Linked DNA regions of Bombyx mori: region 1 is linked to region 2. The links are chromatin contacts, called in public Hi-C maps. All regions are on one chromosome and are shown on one strand. The core of a region is the stretch at or near the end of the contact, and the rest is flanking DNA. Distances in the headings are between cores, read along the strand shown. Region 1 overlaps LOC101737011 (protein tipE). Region 2 holds the start of LOC101744692.

Region 1 (4,543 bases), core at 1,230-3,729, 42 kb after region 2:
GGTAGGTATATATGTTCCTACAAAAGCCCGTGTTGTGCGAAATCGGGTTATATGAGACTAGCTGTACCCGTCCGCTTCGCTGGGCATTTAAAATTAACATTCTTATTTCTCACCCCCCACAAACATTCTCATCATTAACGCCCCCGCAACTGGTGTAGGGAGTCCAAAACGATTTTTTTAACTGCGTGATGTGATGTCTCTAGTATTGTTTATATGAGAAAAGTAAGCATTAAAACTGTTAAAATTAAATACGATTGAAAATTAAAGAAATGTTTATTTCACGTAACAGTTTTCTAAGTTACGTGTTGAAATAACAAAACATTCTTGTGTGTTGATAAAATGTTATATAAACATATTTGTAGGCAAAACAATTTGCTACAAATTATGATTATACAATTTTTTTGTAAGACGCATAGTTTCCGAGGTATCGCGAAAAGAGTGCTTTCACCCCTTTTTCCAAGATGGCGGCCGGGGGACACGGGTGGCGACCCCACAAACCTGAGGTTAAGCTTCTATTGACACCCCACAAATGTCCCAAAAATAAAATTGCATCCAAGACGTTTTTGCGAAAAATCCTTTATATGTCCATTAATTCTTAAATCTCCGATCACTAAGTCAAATCTAAACGCTTCTTAAGTCTACTTTAAGCTTGTACTAGCAATCGAAGAACCTTAAGAGCGTCCTCAATTTTATTTTAAAAAATATTAGGTATCTATGATAATAAAAAAAAAACAGAAATTTGCCACTTTGCAATGAATACAAAGGATACTTTGTATATTTTTAGCGAGTAAACAATTTTCGTGAACGTATAAGCAATTAATCAATATCATAAAACGAAATCCATGTCAAATTATAGTTTATGTGTATTATATTTTTCAAAACTGAAAGTTTGGTTGTGTATAGTTCAGTGATTCTCAACCATTGTTCCGCGGCACTTTTGCGTGCCGCCAAATTTTTCGAATATATAATAATGTTAATATTATTGGAACGAAGTTCCTTATCGCGCGTTGTGAAAGGGGGCTAGACGGAAAAAATTCTTACGAAAAGTTGTCACGACACTTTTTAGATCCGTCATTCTGACCAATCAACGTGTAGGCGCTTTATAGTATTGTGTTTTTCTTCTTCATAATGCCGTAATTTATTATTATAACTTTAAAAAAAAATTACAATTCCTTCACTAATTAATCGAAAGGAACTTCGTTCCATCCGGGTGTCCCTTGACACCTCTGAAGTTTGTAAATTATATCATTTTAAAAGAAAAATATTTTAAACATGAATATACTATAATATTTAAATACACAAAAAAAATATTGTATATTTTAGTTTATTTCGTATATGAAAATTTTTTTTATAAACTATTAATGCAGTGTGTTGTAGTAAGTAAATAATTTTTATCTTTTTTTTTTGTGTGCCGCCAAATTTTGAAATCGTTAAATATGTGCCGCACAACAAAAAAAAGGTTGAGAATCACTGGTGTAGTTAGTTAAGAGTGAATCTTGAATCATTATTTCGAATTCCTTATTAATTGATAATGTTCTATGTATTATTTCAAGCTTATCGCGTTTAATTGTATTTATATAAAACTTAAATATTTTTTTCGTTTTTATTGTAACTAACACAAGTAATATTTTCTAAAACAACTATTTTAATAATTTACGACACTTTGTACAAAGTTTCTTTGAGATTATGAAAATAGCATTTCTCGTAAGTATTAAGTATTACTGTTAATTTTAAATATTTTCAAAAAAATTATTACTTTTAATGCGTGAATTATTTGTCTAAGCTACAAAAGTATTTAAAAAAAAAACATTCTAATACAAATACCTTGTTGATTTTTATAAATTCACTTACCCATGTATATTACGTTGTAAATAACATTTTCAATTTGTTCTTAACGTGCAAAAATTAAGTTATGGAAAAGAAAATTGTTAATTAAAAGATAAATAAATATATATATTAATTCCATAAATAGTATATAATATATAGTAAACGTTTGTAAATGCAATTAAAAATCGCTAAAATGCAAGCGGAAAGGTTCAAAAAATGTTTGACGCCTTTTCATTTCAAACTATTGCCTTATGAATGTTTTGTACATAATTAAATTAAAATGATACTAAAAAAAAAACGTTAGTAGGAAATAAAACACTTATTGGCTTCATTTTTTTGGTTTTATTTATTCTGGCACCGGCAATTACAGCGAAAACATCGACCTCATATTTTAAGGTTCGTTCATTCATATTGTTATAGTAATGGGTTCCGGTAGCCTTCTAACACCAGTGTGCTTAGTGCGAGTTTTTTAACGTTCCCGATAGCGTAAAAGTTAACTCAAATCTGTGTGCAGTTGGAACAGCGTCCCTAGCGGCAAACGTAGGCAAACGTTCCAACTCCATACAAAGTTAACTTTTACGCTATCGAGAACGTTAAAAAACTTGCACTAAGCACAATGGCTGATCGCTGTGAGATCTATCAGATAGCTTGATCTTGAATGGTACGCAGTCGCCCGGCTCTGCCAATGTCATTATCAATGATCTTAGATGGTGGTGACAGCTTATTACGAAAAAGGAAAAAAGGATTTACAAAAATATTTTTTGGTATTTACAATTTCTCTTCAGAACAATTTAGATAGGCACAACTTTTGCAATTATATTATACAATTTTTTTAATTTCTATTTCTAACATTGATCTTTCGTCACTAATCCTGCTGGTCCTTGACCTATTACAGGCGATACTCCGGCCACCGCAACGGCTTTTAATGGTCTGAAAAAAAATATAATACCTATAATAAATAACATCTTGGGTTTTGTAATAGTGACATCTCGTGGATACGTTTTGTACTATATAAACTTTTTCTCATAACATTAAATTTCCAGTTCATAAATTTTGCAAACAGCGCCATCTGTTACTATCACGATAATACACTTTCAAACGTTTCAATTTTTAAATATTTTCATTTTATCAAACTAGATGTCGCTTGGATAAACTTTATTTATTAGTTTTCATTAAACACCATAGATGGCGCTAAATTTAAATTTACTCACTTGAAACCGAGTTCTTCTGGAGGCACTCCTAATTTCACTAGTTTCGCTTCGTAAGTCGCGAGTAGATCATCATGCGCCTTCCGAAGTCGTGCGGCTTCATACCGAAGATCTTCTACTTGGGTGTCTTTGAGTTTGAGCAGTTCCTTTTTAAATTAATTAATACTAAGTGAGTACAATGTAAAACCCATGAAAAAGTTACTACTGTTAAGAGGAAGTCTTTTTTTATTTAGCGCATACATAAGTGGACGAGCTCACAGCCCACCTGGTTTTAAGTGTTAAGGTCGTGTTTCCGATCCGGTGGTAGATTCTGCGTAGCACGGCTCTTGCTAGGGATAGTGCTAGCAACGTCGTCAGGTTTGAGTACCGTTAGCTCACTTACTTGTTAAGGCTACGCTGAAATGGTCTCTCAAGACCATCAGCGTAGGTAGGAAAAAAAAAGGAAGAGGGGCGAAACAGCCGGATTCATTTATCGGTAATAAAAATATTAACTCACATGCAATTCTCTCGGTCCTAAATCTCTTGCTTCCATATTTTTCAACTTGGTTTCCAGTAGGGCCGTTTTCAACGAAGCCCTCTGTTGTACTTCTAGTACGGCCCTCGAAAATCTAGCCTTCAGCTCGTCTCTTTCAGCTAGCACTCTGTCGAAGCGTATTTGTAGCACTTCGTATTCCCATTTCAAGACTTCGAACTGTTTCTCTAGGGTTGCTAGCTGTTTCGTTTTTGCCTGTATTTTAATATAGTTATTGATTTAATAAGGTGGATGACGGCATTATATATTATGTACTTAACTGTAAATGTTCACGATTGACTTCCACGGTGAAGGAATAACATCGTGTAATAAAAATGAAACCCGCAAAATTATAAGTTGCGTAATTACTGGTGGTAGGACCTCTTGTGAGTCCGCACGGGTAGGTACCACCACCCCGCCTATTTCTGCCGTGAAGTAGTAATGCGTTTCGGTTTGAAGGGTGGGGCAGCCTTTGTAACTATACTGAGACCTTAGAACTTATTATGAAGGTGGGTGGCGGTATTTACTTTATAGATGTCTATGGGCTCCGGTACGGAATAGATAAATAAGGTTGGAAAGGCCTTTGCTCTAATTTTGTATTAGAACCAGTGTCGCCGCTTCATCCCCACTATTTTAATTTCTACACATACACACACTGTGATTACAAGTATTTCGCACACAACAAAAACACCCACACATAAATCTCAGGACAGATATTCGTTCGCAATTAGCACAAAACACCCGTAGGCATACACACTCACACACGCAAAAAGGCAATAAAAATGTTCATACACGCTAGTGCTTGGTAAAATCGATATTCTTTATCGATAAATTATCTGATGAATGAATGGAGAAAATGAAACATGAAATAAATATTGAAAAAAAAAAACTATTTTACTTTTATTAATTACAAATAGTCACTGTCGCTGGAATAAAACGTATTTGTTAAGCAGTTGGCGCTTGCTATTAATTGCGAATGAATTTTTCAGAACTAAGT
Region 2 (4,044 bases), core at 656-3,155:
TAAGAGAAACGACCTAGCTCACTTTGCCCTTTCTCTCTCTCCACGGTCGAGTGGTTCGCGAGACGCTCTGTCTGTTTTCTCTCTCTCACTCGTCCTAAATTGTATCTTTTCTCTCTAGCCGTAACGAATCTGCCGCGAGTTAAATTTTATTCTCAAAGCGCTTAAAAAAGTTTCATTTCAAAATTAGACATTAAATCTTAAAAGCGGTTTAAATTGAGGCAGTCAGCGCAAAATTGTCCTAAGCTTATCATAGTTAAGTATGGAGATAATGAAATTGGAATTTACTTTTACACTGATTCGTAGGCCAAAATAATACGCTCTATGAGACTAAGGATAGGCCCGTTTTGCATCAAAATTTATTATGTTTTAAATAAATTGCAATATATAAGCGCGAATATGAAAAATTGTGGATTAGACCACTTTTGCACTGACGACCTCAATTAGAAAGTCGATGGGAATAATTATTCCCTTGAATTTCCTTTTACCTGCCAGTCACCGCTCTTCAAGTTGACCACTAAATCCGGCTTGACCTGGACGTCCTCCGCACAATCAGCCTGGAATGCTCTCAGGGCCCGGACTTCATTCTCTTTCTCTCGCATCAGATCGTCAGGATCTCTCGTCACGATATCGTAATAATAGTCCTGGAAATACACTAGTGGCTCCCGATCCATTAACGGTGCTTTTAGGTACCATAAGCACCGGTCACCGTCCCCGTCGAACCCGTCGCTTGCGACGAAGGGCTCGACGAGCGAATTAACCCATAGACACAGCCAAAGTTTCTCGCCGGATCTTCTCAGTGGGTCGCGTTTCCGGTCCGGTGGTAGGTGCCGCGAAGCACTGCTCTTACTAGGGTCAGTATCACTCCGGTTTGAGCCCCGTGAGCTCACCTACTAGTTAAGGTTACGCTGAAATAGCCTCTCAAGGCTATTCTATCAGCTTAGGTAGGAAAATAAAATGAACTACCGTCTATTCTAGTCTAAAAATTAAATGAACTGCCTCACGGTATTTCTAGGCAGATATAGCCCTAATTGAGATTACATCCACAGACATTTTTTATTAACCTTCTAGGCAGACGAGCATACGGCCTATCTAATGGTTAGTGGTTACCGTCGCCTATGGACGTCAGTAATGCCAGGGGCAGAACCAGGCAGCTGCCTACCGAAACATCTAATCATACCACCATAATAGCACAAGTCACTCACGAATCCGTTTAAGATATTAGGATGTAAGACCGCGTGGCTATTCTAATAGCCTATGAGTGCAAGAAGAGCCTTGTCTATCAAGCTAGACCTTATCCTTGCCGATGACAATGGGCGACTGTGCCCCTGTTCCTACTTAGTAACGCCTCCCCGAAAACAATATACAAACTGTATCATGCCACCATTTTAATTCCCATACGAGATAAACTAATTTATCGCTTCCGACGGCATCTGAATAAAAATAATGACCAATTAAATTAAATTAATTCAATTAAATAATTAATACCTCTGGCATGAACTGCCCACAGCACAGAAGACCGTAATTCAATAGTATTACGAAGGAACGCATTTCTTTCGACGCTCCCATTTTGAATGGTTCACTTTTGTTAACCATCACTCTTCATATACGATCCAAGTGACAAAGGGATATGTAAGTTGTTTCCATAACAACGCAGTTAGATCGATAATATTTTAATAAACCACTATTGAACACTAATGATAACATTTCGTTAATGTATTTAATTTAAAATAATATAACGCAATAAGAAGAATAAGGCTTGTTTTTAACTTCTGTTTTTATGCTAGAAAGTTTTTTTTGTATATTATGGTCTTAAGTAATATGTAATATTTCGACAACAGGGACCAAAATATTTGATAAATGTGAGTGCGTGTGTGCAACTTTTCAAAATAAATAATATAAGCCTTATTTGATTTTCATGGACTTTGGTATGACTTTCTTTAAATAATTCCAGAGGTTGAACTCGCAAGAACTAAACAAAAACACACACACACGATTCATTAGGTCGGGTAGTTGTGAATAAAAACAAAAGTCTCCAGTACTATTGCTCTTTATTGTTGTACTAAAAATATTAAATTCGCCAAAAAAGTAAACGTTGCTCTCACTTAAGCATATTATTCACACGTTACTTATTGTACTAACAAAACCCTGTAAATTCTGCTGCTAGCTGCTTATCTTTGTATGAGATGAAAGAAATCACCAAGAAACATCAAACGAGATAAACAAAGCTATGACGAACACAGAAGAAAATTAAATTTTGGTTCTCGATCGAATATGTTACAACAACTAAACAAAATTTATCGAACAGATATAGATTAAAGTTAGAATAATAACACCATACAAGATTGCAATATTCTCCGATATAATCATGATATCGTCTAGATAAACACGTCCGAGCTATTTAACACTAATGAGGTATGGAACGGTTGGGTTGGATTATGTGTTTACAAGAAAAGAGCGTGCTTCGGGTCTTTCTCGTGGTAGCATTTCACATAATTCCAGGCTGTTTGGTGAGGGCTGTTGCCTTTGTTGGCCAGGCAAGCGTCAATCAGCTTCTCTACTTTCAATTTGTCTTCTGTAAGAGGGAATAATTGTGCATTACGAGCAAGTAAATCCAAGTCAGAGTGAAACTTCTTTCATGATAGAAACATACATCTATTTACAATGCTTAAGGATTTTATCCTAAGATATTATTCCTGTGGAGTCCGAACTTTCAAAGGTTGCTTTATTTTTGGGTAACTAATATAATAAATAATAAATATGATGAGAATTAGTTCAATTTTGGTGTATTTTTTCTAGTTAGACTATCATGTCATCGAGTCACCCCACCACCAGTAATTACGCAAATTACAACTATAACCGTTTGATTTTTATGAAAAAATATAATTCCTTCATTACGGAAATCATTCGTGAACATGTTAGTATTAAATACGTATTTCATTAGAAAAAGAGGTACTGGCGTGAGGGAACACTAGTATGGTCGCAATGCTCCATACAAGTTCATTGGTTGTCTTTTCTATTAGATGTTTAGGTTTCTAAAATAAAGAATTCGCGTATTCCGGTTTTGAAAAACGAGTAGCCTGTCGTTAATATTATATATAAAAAAATATATATATATAATATAATGAGTCTGTAACCTCATGTCGCGAGGTATGTGGCGAAAATAAGAGTATATGGATAGGATGGTAAGCAAACAAATTAGTATCGTCTGTTGCATACCTACAAAAAGTTACATATCACACAGCCATCCCAGAAATAAATGACATTTGAAAACTGTTGACATAAGAAAAGCATATTTTTTTTTTGTAATAAAATGTATCTCACAAACCAGCATTAGGCACTTTAGCCAGAGCGACGTCCTTCTTGAATTTCCCGTCCTTGGTCATCAGCTGTGATTTGATCAGCATACATAGAGCATACTTCTTCAATGGTTCGTTTTCAGTCTGTTAAAACACATTTAAAATGTCATTATGAAGTTCATTAGAAATTGGGAATAAACATGTCTTTAAGTTCGGTAATCAACAAAACTTCTTGTATCAATAGTTCATAGTTTCAATATTGGATGGGGATACTGTGATCTGAACATAAAAAAATGTCCCGTTACACACTAAATGGACCAATATATTGAATGTCTCATAAGAACAGAAAAAAATGTGGTCGATATAAGATGTTGTATGTTATTGTGCGCAATTGGGAATACCTTGAACAGTTAATTGTCGGTAAGTGCCGGTAAATTAGGCCAGTTGTGCTGCATAAGTAGGAAGAGCCCTTTCAAGGTAATTTTAAAATTACTGTCATAAATTATAATGGATTTAGGAAACGGTCACTCTCGATGTGCTGAAACGGTATTATACAATTTGCATTGGCCCGTGTACGCAAAGGCCTGAAGTCTAAAATATCCTATCTATCTACTGTAAAATATTTGGATTAGGTTCCAAATTCCAGCGCATTGCTTACCATAGACATAGGCACATTGGTGGTGATATCAAACCAGAGTATTATAAATTTTACTGATTTGTGATTTGTTGTTGTTGTTAGATAAATTGT

Evidence for each region. A called contact is a pair of places that touch in the nucleus more often than the background predicts.
Region 1: a contact with region 2 is called in a Hi-C map of middle silk gland, with 2.3 times the contacts expected there. The contact joins the enhancer-like site here to the promoter of LOC101744692 in region 2. A contact is called at or near these places in 2 of 7 Hi-C or Micro-C datasets (middle silk gland and whole pupa).

Annotation. Positions count from the first base shown.
Region 1 is chr7:2,413,287-2,417,829 of ASM3026992v2, forward strand. LOC101737011 (protein tipE) reads left to right here. Exons shown (of 3, transcript XM_012697595.4): 3 at 1-2,158. It overlaps LOC101744828 (dynein regulatory complex subunit 4), which reads right to left. Exons shown (of 7, transcript XM_012697598.4): 5 at 3,532-3,762; 6 at 3,039-3,181; 7 at 2,147-2,757. The coding sequence ends at 2,673. Among protein-coding and RNA genes, the nearest start is that of LOC101744828, 5.0 kb to the right of the region's middle. Within about 2 kb of position 2,480, at least 7 of the 8 cell types and tissues checked have open chromatin away from gene starts, as enhancers often do.
Region 2 is chr7:2,371,570-2,375,613 of ASM3026992v2, forward strand. It overlaps LOC101744692, which reads right to left and starts at 1,906. Exons shown (of 4, transcript XM_004923246.5): 1 at 1,486-1,906; 2 at 486-641. The coding sequence starts at 1,593. It overlaps LOC692904 (sericotropin), which reads right to left. Exons shown (of 4, transcript NM_001046747.1): 3 at 3,326-3,440; 4 at 2,032-2,572. The coding sequence ends at 2,442.